5 separate regions of the Mus musculus genome follow, and regions 1, 2, 3 and 4 are each linked to region 5. Evidence: chromatin contacts called from public HiChIP or PLAC-seq data. All regions are on one chromosome and are shown on one strand. Each heading gives the region's core, a stretch centred on a gene start, on an enhancer-like site or on the middle of the called end of the contact. The rest is flanking DNA. Distances are from core to core; before and after follow the strand shown.

What was found. HiChIP or PLAC-seq counts read pairs in DNA pulled down with a chosen protein or histone mark.
Region 1: an H3K4me3 HiChIP or PLAC-seq map of embryonic basal ganglia shows a contact between it and region 5, with 6 times the contacts expected there. The contact joins the enhancer-like site here to the promoter of Uggt2 in region 5. A contact is called at or near these places in 3 of 484 Hi-C or Micro-C datasets (embryonic fibroblasts, ganglionic eminence and nephron progenitors), 11 of 115 datasets of contacts at active chromatin or transcription factors (craniofacial prominence, embryonic basal ganglia, embryonic forebrain and 6 more) and 1 of 9 other capture datasets (pancreatic islet).
Region 2: a contact with region 5 is called in an H3K4me3 HiChIP or PLAC-seq map of stem cell-derived neural progenitor cells, with 11 times the contacts expected there. The contact joins the enhancer-like site here to the promoter of Uggt2 in region 5. A contact is called at or near these places in 1 of 39 promoter capture datasets (neural stem cells), 12 of 484 Hi-C or Micro-C datasets (Sertoli cells, brain, cerebellar granule neurons and 6 more), 10 of 115 datasets of contacts at active chromatin or transcription factors (VIP interneurons, astrocytes, craniofacial prominence and 7 more) and 1 of 9 other capture datasets (macrophages).
Region 3: an H3K27ac HiChIP or PLAC-seq map of embryonic stem cells shows a contact between it and region 5, with 15 times the contacts expected there. The contact joins the promoter of Oxgr1 here to the promoter of Uggt2 in region 5. A contact is called at or near these places in 13 of 39 promoter capture datasets (the 3T3-L1 cell line, cranial neural crest, embryonic stem cells and 7 more), 26 of 484 Hi-C or Micro-C datasets (brain, cardiomyocytes, cerebellar granule neurons and 17 more), 16 of 115 datasets of contacts at active chromatin or transcription factors (VIP interneurons, astrocytes, craniofacial prominence and 9 more) and 3 of 9 other capture datasets (adipose tissue, macrophages and pancreatic islet).
Region 4: an H3K4me3 HiChIP or PLAC-seq map of neural tube shows a contact between it and region 5, with 4 times the contacts expected there. The contact joins the enhancer-like site here to the promoter of Uggt2 in region 5. A contact is called at or near these places in 7 of 115 datasets of contacts at active chromatin or transcription factors (astrocytes, embryonic basal ganglia, embryonic hindbrain and 4 more).

The regions. Positions count from the first base shown.
Region 1 is chr14:119,830,080-119,832,779 of GRCm38.p6, forward strand. The region is part of intron 1 of Hs6st3 (heparan sulfate 6-O-sulfotransferase 3); the gene reads left to right. Among named protein-coding and RNA genes, the nearest start is that of Gm41249, 32 kb to the left of the region's middle. Within about 2 kb of position 1,277, at least 49 of the 459 cell types and tissues checked have an H3K27ac peak or open chromatin away from gene starts, as enhancers often do. A contact at or near this core is called in craniofacial prominence, embryonic basal ganglia, embryonic forebrain and 3 more, where this site is marked.
Region 2 is chr14:120,018,808-120,021,507 of GRCm38.p6, forward strand. Oxgr1 (oxoglutarate (alpha-ketoglutarate) receptor 1) reads right to left here. Exons shown (of 4, transcript NM_001001490.3): 4 at 778-2,700. It also overlaps the pseudogene Gabarapl2-ps. Among named protein-coding and RNA genes, the nearest start is that of Oxgr1, 22 kb to the right of the region's middle. Within about 2 kb of position 1,339, at least 9 of the 459 cell types and tissues checked have an H3K27ac peak or open chromatin away from gene starts, as enhancers often do. A contact at or near this core is called in astrocytes, neural stem cells and stem cell-derived neural progenitor cells, where this site is marked.
Region 3 is chr14:120,041,090-120,043,789 of GRCm38.p6, forward strand. Oxgr1 (oxoglutarate (alpha-ketoglutarate) receptor 1) reads right to left here and starts at 1,346. Exons shown (of 4, transcript NM_001001490.3): 1 at 1,191-1,346.
Region 4 is chr14:119,894,957-119,897,656 of GRCm38.p6, forward strand. No RefSeq gene overlaps it. Among named protein-coding and RNA genes, the nearest start is that of Gm41249, 97 kb to the left of the region's middle. Within about 2 kb of position 1,300, at least 16 of the 459 cell types and tissues checked have an H3K27ac peak or open chromatin away from gene starts, as enhancers often do. A contact at or near this core is called in neural tube, where this site is marked.
Region 5 is chr14:119,098,095-119,100,794 of GRCm38.p6, forward strand. It overlaps Uggt2 (UDP-glucose glycoprotein glucosyltransferase 2), which reads right to left and starts at 1,340. Exons shown (of 39, transcript NM_001081252.2): 1 at 1,117-1,340. The coding sequence starts at 1,247. Gm16835 (predicted gene, 16835) reads left to right here and starts at 871. Exons shown (of 7, transcript NR_153786.1): 1 at 871-1,981; 2 at 2,194-2,420.

The DNA.
Region 1 (2,700 bases), core at 27-2,526, 730 kb after region 5:
ACCTTTCTCTGTCCCGTCTTCTCTCTGCTGTGCCTGGACTTCACGTTTGCATTCTGCTTCCAGTGAGGTGACCGTTTTCAATTCATGGAGACATAGAGATGTATGTTAAGAGATCTATCTGTCTTCATTGATATAAAGATTTCACAGGGACTACAGATGGAATTATTATTTCTTATATTTTTATTATTTTAATATATGGTTTACACATGAATATAATCATCTTTTGTAGACAAGATACTGTTTCCCAGGGACTTTGCAGTCATTGTGAGAAGGTGCTGCCCACAGTTTCCCAGAAAGATGTAAAATAATATTCCCACACATCGGTTACAGAGAGGAAACATACTTTGGTCCTGCATTTGAAAACAAAATGCAGCCGGGTGTGGTGGCACACGCCTTTAATCCCAGCACTTGGGAGGAAGAGGCAGGCGGATTTCTGAGTTAAAGGCCAGCCAGGTCTACAAAGTGAGTTCCAGGACAGCCAGGGCTATACAGAGAAATGCTGCCTCGAAAAACTAAAAAAAAAAAAAAAAAAAAAAAAAAAGACACGAAAACAAAATGTGGGCTCAGAGTTCCTTGGGAGTTCAGGGTGCTGGCCCACGTTCATATTGTAGAAGAAACTTTAAATTGGCATCATGGGGCAAGCTGTGGCGTGCTTTGAGACACTCCCGATTTGTCTTCATGATCTTCAACTTATCTGCAGTTGTCCTTGGCAATTACAGGTCCCCCTGGTCCCTCATTCTCCAATCTTTGAGAAGAACCCGCGAATGCCCTGCTGCTTGGCAGCAGACAGAACCTTATAAGCTTGGGTGTTGACTTGGGGCCATATGCATGCGGACTTCTGGCTGAGAGGAAATCTTACACCCTGTACTTTAGCCTGGGCGGAGAAGCCTCTGGTTTATGTCTGCTTTTCCAGAGATGTGGAGAGCTATGTACCTTGGGTATAAACTATTTTGGGTGCAGCTAGGTCACCTTTCTCTAGCCAAGCTGGAACAATGTTTTGTTTACCTGGGAAAAAATTTCTTTTGCTCGGTGGCAGCGTGACAGTTGGACTCAGAAATTTTTGATTCTCCACCATTGTGCCTCTCGTAACGTGTGGTGACATATGCTTATTAATCTTAGTTAAAAGACACCTGCCCAGATGGTTCTACCTGGGAACATACGCAGTCATCAATCCTCCGTTAATCAGCCAGAGTTCTTCCCTCTCGGCAACACACCAATTTGTTGAGCAGATCAAATCCTGCTTCACCTTGGTCATGTGTGGTACAAGCTGTGGAGGGGAATGGAACGCGTCCTTGGCCCTGAGCAATCAGTGCGTTGTGTCCTGATAACACACAGTGGCCCTTGACCTTCAGTTGAAATAATTAATTACGTGTTGTTCCTCTCATTGGGGTCGCTGGGTCTGGTCCTGAGGTACCCCCTGCCTTCTCTGTCCCAGGATGTGCTGAGAACAGCTGCACACAGCAGGATCCTAATCACACCCCCAAGGCTGGGGCGGACTAGGCAGTGGAAGCGGGTGCTGGGCTGTGATTGGAGGGCCTCTCCTACCACTTCAGTGTGCATTAACATTGCTTCCCGGAAACCCCTGAGTATTCGCTGCCTGCCACAGGGGCTAGACTTCTATAAACAGAAACATTATTCTAGGATGAAATTAGCCAAGGTATTAAATTGATAAATGCGAAGTGGAGCAGACTTGGTTGTGGGGAGACAGAAAGAGCAGCAATGAACTGTGAAATACGAAACAGCCCAGACTATTAGAGGAGAGGGGCGAGTTGGGAGGCTGCCAGCGGTGACGAGGTATTTCCCCCCACATCCCGATGTCTCAAAGGGGGATTTACTGTATTTTTACCTCATGCTTCCTTCCCATGTGTGGGTCTGAGAGTTGTAGTGTGTGCCTACATAATTTAAACAGCCATCATTAGGCAGTGCACATTTGATGTCTAATTAAGTCTCTGGTACTGCAGGATCACAAGCACACGCCGTCATCCTGGGATCTTTAGAGTCTGCTCCAGAACCAAAAGGCAGAGATGGATAAATCTGCGATCAATTCTCAGAAGGCTGGAGCACTGGGAATTTATTGCCACGGTTTTGCCCTGGGACATATAAGCTGGTTTTAAGTGATCCCTCAGGTGGGAATAAGGGCATTGATATGGCCTAAGAGTTATCCAACCCGTAAAATATTGTCTAAAAATAACGCGCTTCTTTTTTGTTGAGTCCTCTTCACCCAAATATTTTCTTATTGATTAAATACTGCGATATGCCAAGGCAAATTAGAATTATAGAAGGGGATTTGAGGCGTGCATTTCCTTCTGTTTCTGATTTCACATTTCTGACAGATTTCAAGCTCCAGGAAGAAATGGCAGCGGGTCACTGCCTTTCTGTTCCGGAAGAGTAAGGCACATCAGTGGCATCCATCCTCTCATGTGTCAGCGCCTCTATTCCAAACTCTGATCAGGGCATACAGCGGAAAGCTGTGGGCTTTCACTTAGTATATAAAAAGCTAAAATCCTGAGGTTGTAATTAGGCATCCATACATATCCTAAGTGTGTGCAAAAGAAGAAAAAAATCTGATAAATATGTTTGTTCAGATTAGAATTCTAGGCAAGTGTGTCATAAAAGCTAGTAGAATCTGACTCAAGAAATGTATAGCCTTAAAAAAATAGATATATTTTAATAATGACTTTCCCCCAAAAGTTTAGATTT
Region 2 (2,700 bases), core at 89-2,588, 920 kb after region 5:
TAATGATCTAGAGACCCCGAGAGTTAGCCAGTAAGTTTTCCTTCCTGGACGTTCCTTCCTACAAACGGTATTTCATCTCTGGTCCACCCTGAGGAGGTGGTATGCACCCATTTTCCACGATGAATAATCAGTAAACAGCTTGAAACCAAGGACTGTCTCTTTCATCAAGAACCACCATGAGGAGCATGGAGACTGCCTTCATCTACAGAGCTGCATCTAAGTCTCCCTCAGAAAGACCCCTCTCCTCTCTCAGAGAACCACTGCTAAGGTAAGAAAAATCACTTATGATCTAAGCCAGATTTTCCATCCCGCTGGTCCCAGCCTCCTCAGCTCTTAGACCCAACTCCATTCCCAACTCCCAGAGACCCAGTGGCGCCTGGATGCCCAAGAGTTTGAGAGCCCCCAGGCTCTCAAATTCCTCACGGCAGGTCCGTGGACCCCCGATGTTCCAAATCCTCTGTGCACTTTGGTCTCCCACATCTTAGGTTGCATTTTTCCCAGATCCTCAGTGGTGTCCTGGCTCTTTGCTCACGCCTAGCACCTGACAGCGGGCATAGGGTAAATGCAGTCTAGCATTTCCGAATTCTGTCTGCCCAGAGACAGGGCGAAGTGCTGAACCACAGAGTCTGATAATCGCTTTCCTATGAAGAAGCCCTGAGCCCCGACCATTATTCGACGTCTGATTTTTCAAGCTTCCTTTTGCTCTCGAACCATTGTTTTCAATACACTAATGAATAAGACGCAGTTTCGTGGGAACAAATGACCAATTCAGAGAGTAATTGTATGTAAGTTTATTAGTCATATCAACACATTCTTTAAGGTTTAAAAGATCTAGACCATGCATTTCCTCAAATATTTATATCAACTGACTTATATTTACTACTAATTAAGCACAACATAGCCCAAGAATAACTTTAGCAATTTCTACAGTTATTATTTTTTATTATAGTACTAAAGGATTACAATACCTAAAGAGAATAAGTGTTTCCTGGAGATCTATCCCATGAAAATCAAAACAATGTTAGATTTGACTTAGCGCCTAATGTATATATGATACTAACGAGTAGCTCTATTTCACCAATTTCCTTCCCCAGGAAATGTTGACAATTACCAATAAAACTTAATATGATTTATAAATTAAGCAATTGTTAAGGTGGCCTACAACGCTGAAAACTCAGGCCAGAGGGCCACCTTGCTGTGGTTCGTCAGTTTTGGAGTCAGGGTTTCTATTTGTGTTAGAGCTCACTAAGTAGTCTAGGCTGGCTGGCCCTCACCCTCCAGGGACCTGCCTGCTCCTGCCAGCCCAGAGCTGGGGTTCCAAGTGCATGTCTTTGCATCAGGCTTTTGTGTGTGAGTTCTAAGGACCAGACCCAAGCCTTCATGCTTGTATAGCAGGCATTTTGCTGACTGGGCCATTTCCACAGTCTTTCTTCTGACTAAAGAACTAATGTATTCCTTCAGTCTAAAGAGCTAGCCAGAGCTGAAAGGAAAACTCAGACCAATAAAGGAAGAAAAACTTGTAAAGATAATGAGTTGTAAAAACATTAAGAAAGCACAAGATGCCTTTGGATAATCTAGGATTCCAGTGAACACAAGCCCCAAAGTCTGAAAGCACAGGAAACTAGGCATGAAAGAACACTCTTTTTTCCCCTGTATGATAATTTACTAATCTAAGGAAACAAAACCTTCCCATATAGTAAGAAATAAATCCAGTTACAAATGCACTAGCAGGTCTGTGTGAAGGCTCTGGCGGAGTAACTGAGAACAGCCAGTTATTTACAAGATACACAAGCAGGAAGGGTGAGCCTAGCCCAGCAAGGGCCTCAGAAGCCAAAAGTGTTCTCTCCGATGTAGGCCACATACAAGAATCCATCTTCCTCTTTTTCCTTCTTGTAAAGCTATCTCATAGTTAGGCTGGACTGTGGGACTGTCCTGTCCACAATCAGGAAGGTGGCCTTCTCGGAGGACAGCTGGATGCTTTTCCTGATCATCGCAGGAACTGAGCCAAGGTGATGTCAGATGGGACCAAGTACTTCCTTTTCTCAGTGTCAACAATCTGAGAGCCAGAGACTTTTTCCATGATCACAGGAACCAGGTTGGAATACTTTGCTTTGATCTTCGCAGATTCCATGCATCTGAGTTCCAGGGAGTTATCCTCACTAAATATTCACTTCCTGGTGGCAGAAAGCGGTAGATCTGCCTCAGCCACATATTTCTGTGTCTTGGCTTTTGCTTGGTTCTGGTTTGTTTGAGCCTTCCCATCTTGGCATTAAAGCTGTAGGAGGTCCGGGGTTTAGTGTACGAGCACTAGTTTCTGTGTGGAGGCAATTAGTTGGTGGCAACAGAAATACTCTGAGTTCCATGGTTTCTAATCTTTCTATATACTTTATTGATACTCGTGTAGCCCATTCTCTACCCAAAGATATCAACAAACATATTGCAAAGATCTCATAAGGGCCCTTACCCATGGCTTTGGTTCATAATGACCTGAATACTCAGTAGTTACTGTGGGCTCCACTGAGAGGGTATTCAGGATTTCTTGGAAGTTATATACAAATTATCAGGGCGTGTTAATTGATTGATTGATTGATTGATTGATTGATGGAAAGACTGATATTTGATAAGTATGTATGTGTGAATGATGCGTGGCTGTTTATGTCAAGGTCTGATACATGTCACAGTGAACATGTAGAGCTCAAA
Region 3 (2,700 bases), core at 96-2,595, 940 kb after region 5:
AACACAATAGTCATACAATAAGAACAAATGAGGGCTGGTGAGATGGCTCAGCGGTTAAGAGCACTGACTGCTCTTGCAAAGGTCCTGAGTTCAAATCCCAGCATCCACATGGTGGCTCACAACCATCCGTAATGAGATCTGATGCCCTCTTCTGGTGTGTCTGAAGACAGCTACAGTGTACTTACATATAAAAATAAATAAATAAATCTTAAAAAAAAAAAAAAGAAACAAAGAAAGAACAACTGACCTGGGCCTAGAGAGATGGCTAAGTGTGTAAAAGCACTTGCTCAATCTTGAAAAAGACCCAGGTTCAGGTCCCAGTACCTATATGGTGGCTTACAACCATCTGTAACTCCAGTTCCAAGTGATTCAACAGTCTCGTCTAACCTTGAAGATTACTGTGTGGTACTACTTGCAGGCAAAACATTCAAACAGATAGATGATAGGTAGGTAGTTAGGTAGACAGACAGACAGACAGACAGACAGACAGACAGACAGACAGACAGACAGATATAATAAAATAAATAAACCTCTTAAAAATAAAGAAAAAATGTCAGTTGACCTAGTAAGACTTTTCTGGAGGAGGATGTGACAAAATTTGATGCCTTTTAGTGACTTCTGCTAAAATCAGCATAACCTTGACACGATGCCCCATTTTAGACTTCCCTGATGACTGTCTTTATCTCACCTCAGCCATGCTTCCGAACATGCTAAGAACTTGGACAGCAACTTTGAAACTCCATAAAACTTCTGATATCAGAAAATGAGCCATTCTCTGCCAGTGTCTTTATGAGTTTTGTAGTGAGTTTTCATTTACTGTTGAGATCCTGGAGACATGTCTAGTCAATCAGGCTCCCAGGGCTGGGAAGCAGCTGATGGCAGATCTCTGTGGCTCTTGAGCTGGCCAGTGCCACCTAATCAGGGAGCCTAAGGTTGCAGTGAGAAACATTGTCCTCCAAAAATCAATAGGGAGAGCTCTCAAGGAACTACAGCTGAGATTAACTCCTGATCTGTACACACATGCATGATGCATACACTGTTTTTCTTTTTTGCTTTGCCTGTTCCAGTATTTAGCACTCCCGAGCCATGCAAGGTGGGTAGTTAACACAGGGAGTCAACATCTTTGGTGATCAAACTGACTGCTAAAGCATCAGAAGAACCCATCAATTGCCTTGTAATTTGCACAGTACCTTGGCAGAATTCTGGCTTTTCAAGTTGCTGCTCCTCTCCTCCTGACCAACTCTTGTGAGCTCTGAAGAATCACGTGCTTAAAGAAACGGGACTTCCCCGTATGTCCAAGGCCTCCTAAAGACCGTTTCCCGGAGCCGTGGACTCCAGGTTAGTCTGGCTGTCTTCTAGTATGGGTCCTGGATTATACTCAGTTTCATTATTTTCACTTTAAAACCTAGCCTGTTAATGTACCCAGCATGAATTATCCCCGATGACCCTTAACTTTGTGTGGCCAGAAAACAGTAAAAGCGTCCAACACGAACAGGCTAGAGGCAGTTAGAGGCAGCCGAAAGCGCTCACATGCAGCGCCGCCGCCGTCCGGGGTTTACTATTGGGACTGCTGATGCTTGTTAGAGAACATTGTGCTATAACATTCCTTCTAACTGCGTGTTCTGTTTTCACTTTCAGCCTTGGTATGTTTCTAAGGATGGTGAAAATATTAAGTGTTTACATTCCTTTGGATTTAGGTTGGAGACTATTAAAAGTGGACTCTAATTTGAGTTTATTTATGGGAATTACCCGTTCTCACCAATGGGCATACACCAGAGACACTGAGGGTTCTAATATGCTATATATACATTTGTTATAAACCACATATGGTAACACTTTCTGAGCATGCCCGGAAAAGCACCAAAGTCATGGGTCTCCCTTACATTTTCTTGGGGGTTTCCTAGGACTCAATCTTTTGGTGGAGGGAATTTCCTTCCAACACAAACAGGTTAGAGGCAGCCGAAAGTGCTCACTCGCGTGCATCGCCGCCACCGTCTAGGGTTTACGATTGGGGCTGCTGATGTTTGTTAGGGAACATTGGGCTGTAACATTTTCTTCCTCATCCCCAGATGTGGAAGGCTAGATATCCCATATTACCCTGTCAGTAGATCAGCACACTCCCCCTTTGGTTTCATCTCTGTGGAAGTAGTAGGCATATGATGTGGCTGCATAATGTGTGCTATCTTTTCAGGGAATGGGAGTAAACAAATTATTCACATTTTCTCATTCATCTTCCGAACACCCCTGGGAGGCATCAGAGATACTGAAGCCCAGTGTTGAGAAAGTGTGCCCAGTTGGTGACATCAGTTGTTCTATACCCGAGTGCCACACAGTCTTCCTCTGACCTCTGGAAACCGCACAACTGTGACTCCTCTGCCTGCACCCTCTGCACTCTCTTTTGCCCTTTCTGGTATTTAGTCATCTGTGACATTGTCAACAATTCCAACCATGACATTCTCTCCACCAAATGATTGAGTCCTAGGAAATTCCCAAGCAAATGTAAGGAAGGCCCTTTTCTGGGCCATGTTCAGAAAATGTTACCTTATGTGGTTTATAGCAAATGTATATATAGCATATTAGAATCCTTGACATCTCTAGTGTATGCCCATTGTTAAAGAGAATTCTATCAATTGTCTACTAGTAATTTCTATAGTATCTCCATGTGCCACATTTCTTTAAATTAATTATATCACAGTAAAG
Region 4 (2,700 bases), core at 50-2,549, 800 kb after region 5:
GTGGGATGATGAGTGAGCAGCTAATCAGGAGCTGACACGTCACATGGAGGGGTATATAAGCAGCATAATTTTCTTTGTTCGGGGTTGTTCTTCTTTCGCCTATGCAATCAATGCTCTCCCAATAAACGTGTACAGAAGGATCCTGTTGCAGCGTCGTTCTTCCTGGCCAGTTGGGCGCGCGCAAGAGGACAACATATCCCTTAACCAATCACATGAGCCACACTGCATCTGGGTAACTGGAACAGCTACCCTAAATCAACAGCCTCTAAGTCAGGTCACATCTTTAACACCCGCCCCCTTGCCTTCCTCCTGTACTGCTTCTGAGTCCCCATCACATGCTGGTAAAGGCGGCTGATAGCCCTCACACTGTAGTAAGTTCTGAATCAGTAGCCATTATCTTTCCCATGAGAGAAAGTTCCCAGGTTTAATAACTTCCTGGTTCATTACAAATGACTCTTTGTTTCATATTCTCCAAAGCCATCCCAGGCTAATTAGTACATTAATCATTGACTGTGATAAAAATCATTCCATATTATCGAAGCTTTATCTTAGCTTGTGTGTGTTAATGAACATGTGTGTTGTTGAGCCCAATGCTACTGTTCTCATGATCCCTCAAAGATGCAAGATCCCTCCAGGGACTAGGATCTTCTGCCCACTTAGTAAGTCAGAAACTGCTTCCCAATCAGTGGTGGTCAGCGGATGTCATGTGTGGTGCAGACCCAACACACTGCAGATTGGACCCAAGGCCTCTGTTCCTCCAGTCCCTGTTTCTTGTTCCTTACTGTGTGTGTCTCTCTCCCGAGGGAAGCCCACAGCCTCACTCACAGCTGCCTTCACCAAAGTGAACACCACAATGAGAAAGTGCTAGCCAGATGGAAGCTACGGTCTTACAATTCAAGTTCAGGAGCAGCACCCATCACCTCACCTGTATCAGCTCAAACAAAGAAGCTTGTCAGAGGAGCTAACAACCAAGGGCATGCACACAGGACGGGAAGATCACTAGCAGGCCTTTTGGAGAACTGCCTAGTATGGTTAGCCAGAGAATATTTAGCCTGCTGTCGTCCACCGTTTCTGAGACTCTTTCCACATGAATTTCCCCTAATCTTCCTCCCTCTTTTCTTCTCGAAACTTATCAGCAAATTCCTTCTCTTCTTTCATTTCAGTAAACAGAGGCAGCCTTTTTCTTGCTCAAATTATTTCAGACCACTTTTACTTTCCCTTTCCCAATTCCTGTAAGAGCGACAGAGTGGGAAGTGCTTTTTATAAGCTCAAGGGAGGTGGTTTTTGCCTCAGGCCAAGGCTGCGGCTTAGGTTCCCATCTGTCCTCGCCTATCTTCAGATCACCAGACACATTTCAGTGCTGCCTGGAATCCTGCCTCGGGCCATTGGTAGGATCATCTGGGTCAGCGAATATAAAGTCCCCCTGCAAAAGCTGAGAGTGATTGATTTATGACTTCCTAAATTAAGGATGCTTCACCTTCCCAGCTGGGTGGCTTTGATGTTTTTAATTGCACTGAGATGGAAATTAAAGTATATGACATACAGTGTTCAGGTCTTGAACACAGGTATTCTGAACTGTCCCGACAAAATGACAAGGACAGATACAAAGAAATTTTATCTCCAGCAACAATCAAGCTGCTCTGAATAATCAAAAGGAGTTCCTTCTACAGGCTGGTCCTTTTTAATAACACGTCCTGGGACAAAGGTTGGTGCCCACAATGAAATCTATCGATAACCTCCCCAGACTTAATCTTATAAGGCTCAAGCCGAATTTCCATTAGAGATTTCTTCTAATTTATTTGAGAAAGAAAATTTCCTTTGCAAATTTAGCTGACACCTTGCTAAGCTAAGGAAACTCAAGGAAGGAATTCATATATATCATTCATATGTCTTCAGAAAGCAAGAGAATTGACCTCAAAGTACCTTTGTGACGAAAACATAATACTAATAATCCCTAATCTTCTAAGGATAACCAAGGGAAACACCACATGACTCTTTGGTTGGTTGGTTGGTTGGTTGGTTTTTTGTTTGGTTGGTTTGGTTTGGTTTTTTGTTTGTTTGTTTTTGTTTTTGTTTTTTCGAGACAGGGTTTCTCTGTGTAGCCCTGGCTGTCCTGGAACTCACTGTGTAGACCGGGCTGGCCTCGAAATCAGAAATCCACCTGCCTCTGCCTTCTAAGTGCTGGGATTAAAGGCGTGCGCCACCACGCCCGGCTATCCCACATGACTCTTAAATGAAGTTAAATGTACTTTGTAGGATTTTCTTGTATCCTCATACTATACATTAAATGCAAGGGTGACTTGTATTCCTCACCCTTACTGGGGCAAAGACAAAACACCTAGTTAATGAGCCTGCTTCTAGAAAGTGGCCACTGCAGGAAGTTGCTGAACTTCCCACATCCCAAACAACCCTTCACTACCCATCTTCCATATTTACACGCGTTTCTTCTGGTCTGTTTTATCACCAAACATTTTGTTACTGCCCTCCTGTTCAGGTTTGGAGATCCTAGGATGGTGTAATGTCGAACCCATCCTTTGAAAGATCTAGAAATCCTCACTATAAAATGTGGTGGCTCAGGCTTGGTGTCTAGAGGTCAGGAATCCAAGGTCATCTCAACTACACAGCAAGTCTGAAGCAAGAATGAAGACACTGCCTCATAAAACAAATAAACAAGCAAACAAATAAGATAAATAAATAAAT
Region 5 (2,700 bases), core at 90-2,589:
GGGGAGATGGGAGGTTGGGGAGGGAGGGGAAACTGCAGTCTGGATATATAGTTTAGGAGAGAATAAATACATAATAAAAAAATTGACTGACTGGGACTAAATGTAGGATCCGGTCCATGCACTGCCAGGACGCACTGTAGATAAGAGGAAGCAGATACATTTGAGCTAGAATCTCCTAGTCAATAAACGCTGTGTGCCATCAAGTAAAGGCAAGGCAATATAGTGGTGGATTTTTCCTTTGTTTTGTAGAACCATGGGATGTTGTCTTGTAAATTCATAAAAAACAGTTACAAAACTGCTTATGCTCAATATTAAAGAACTAAATTTGAGACAAAGTTTCCCTTTTGTAACTTCAGACTAGCCACAGACTCATGTAATCCCCAGGGATTACAAAGGTGTATCACCATGAGAAGCAGAGTTGCCATTTCTGCTTGCGGGATTACGATTGTCTGCTTTCTACAAGGTAACTAAACAGAACGGAAAACAAATCCCTTTGGATGAGATATTTGGGGGGGAGGGTGTAACCGAGAAACTGCCTTCTCCACTGTTAATTTTGGATATAAATCAAAATTATACTCCAAAGCACTATCTGCTGACTAGAACTTTGCAGAAGAGCTTGCACTAAAGGCCACATTCTGCCCTCTACATCAACAAGAGCGCAGGAACAGGAATAAACTTGGGACACAGAAGTTTTAAAAATCGTAGGTGCGTGGGAAAGGTGGGGCGAGTGAGTGGCAAGAGTTGTCCAGGGACCATCTAGAGCATTGGTGCTATGGGTGTGGGGGGGCGCGGGGTGGGTGGACGACGAGATGAAACCCTATCTGAGAGCCTCTGATTAGGTCTGAGGGGATGGAGTGTGCGGCTCGGGACGCTAAGGGGGCGCGGGCTCGCTCCAGAGGACTGCAAATCTAAGCGGATGCTGGGGTCAGGCGGGAGAACGCCTCGGATTGCCGTCAGGACTGGGCGGACACTGGATCTGAGGGGACATGGGACTGTGAGCGACCCTGAATCGCGAGGTCTGACAGCATCTTGCGGGAGGGGATGTCTCAGGGATGCCGGGTCCCTCCGCCCGCCGCCACTCCCCGGCCGCGGCGCTAGCCGGGCCTGGGCACCCACCTGGCCTCCAGCAGCAGCGGGGTCTCGGGCCACTTCGCAGTCAAGTGGGCGGTCACCGCCTTGGACGCAGTCGCCGTGCTGGCGCCGAGCAGGGCGAGCCACAGCGCGACGGAGCGCAGGAGCAGCCTCATCCCCTTCGTGGCTCTGGCCCGCACCAAGGCACGCCGAGGGAAGCGCGAGACGCCACGCTACGGTCTGGTCCTCCCGGTGCTCCGCCGTCCACTTCCGGTGGGGGGAGCTGCAGTCCGTTAGTCCGCCGGTCGTGGGCGTGCGCATGCGTGGCCAGCGAGGTCCAGGGGCGCAGTGGGGGGAGCCCCCGGGTGGACATCGGCCCCTTGCCTACGCAGGGCCGCCGCGAGGATTTTCGGAGGGTCCGCCGCCGGGTCTGGGGAACCCAGCCTTCCATGCCAATCTACCGCTAGCTGGAGCTGCCCCAGCCCCGCTGGTCAGGGACCCTGGGTGAGGGCCAGCTTTCCGGTTAGCATCACCTGGGGGGAGCAGGAGCGAGAGTAGGCCTCAAAAATGACGTAAAAAGGCGCAGGCGACTCCTGTGTGCACTGTTGGGAGAGCTGTGATTTATCTATCTATCAGTGGGCTTTCCCTGCTCTCTGGCTGGTTCTGAGGGCTGGACCTCGCTCCCCGCCACTGCCACCCCCACCCCCCAGGATTCAGTGGTCTCCTGCTGCTATCAGAAGTGGCATCTCAGGCCTGCCACTTGCTTTTGGAGTTGGGTGCAGAAGTGTCCTGACTCTCAGCCCCTTGGAAGGCCCAGGTGATTCCTGTGCCCCACAAGACTGAGAGGCGCTGCTTCAAGAGATTACAGCTGAATAGAAAAAGAAAAGTCGGAAAATGATAGCAGTGAAATGTAAGAGAAAAGTGGGGAAAAAGTAGTTCAGGAGGAGCACAGAGCCCTTGCTTCCCATTTGTGTACACCTCTGCTCTGTGGGTACACCCCATCTCTTCCAGCTGCCAACACACACACACACACACACACACACACACACACACACACACACGAGACAGATGAAGAGAGGCAGAGAAAGAGAGAAAGCACTCCATTTACCCTCACGTGTTTAGTTTTCTTTAGAAGATGCTGTTCAAAAATCTGCTCAGGTGAATCTCGACGCCAAAGTGGCACCTTCACTACTGACTTCTCTCCCAGTGACTCTTTTGTCAGCTGTCGTGTCGCTGGATTTTCACTTTAGGACCTGAACGCAGAACTTACTTACTTCCTACTGTAGATGGCACTTTTCTCTGAGGACTCATGCCTCACTCATTTCTGGAACAATTTATGCCGAGGATCAGTAAGTATCGAAAAGGCCTGGGTAGGTCCTGGGTAGGTAGACGGGAAGTTTACCTAAGGGCGCCGAACTTGCTTTCCCGTCATGGAGCCTGAGGAAAAGTATATTGTGAATCCTTAACATGTTTTGTTTTCGTTTTTTCATTTTTGGTTGAGATGTGGGATAGAAGGAAATCAGATGTTGACAGAGCCAGCCTTAAATGGCAGCATGTCTCATACAATGCCAATCTTTACTCAAAAAAAAAAAAAAAAAAAAAAAAAGACTTGCTGTATAAGTCACATGC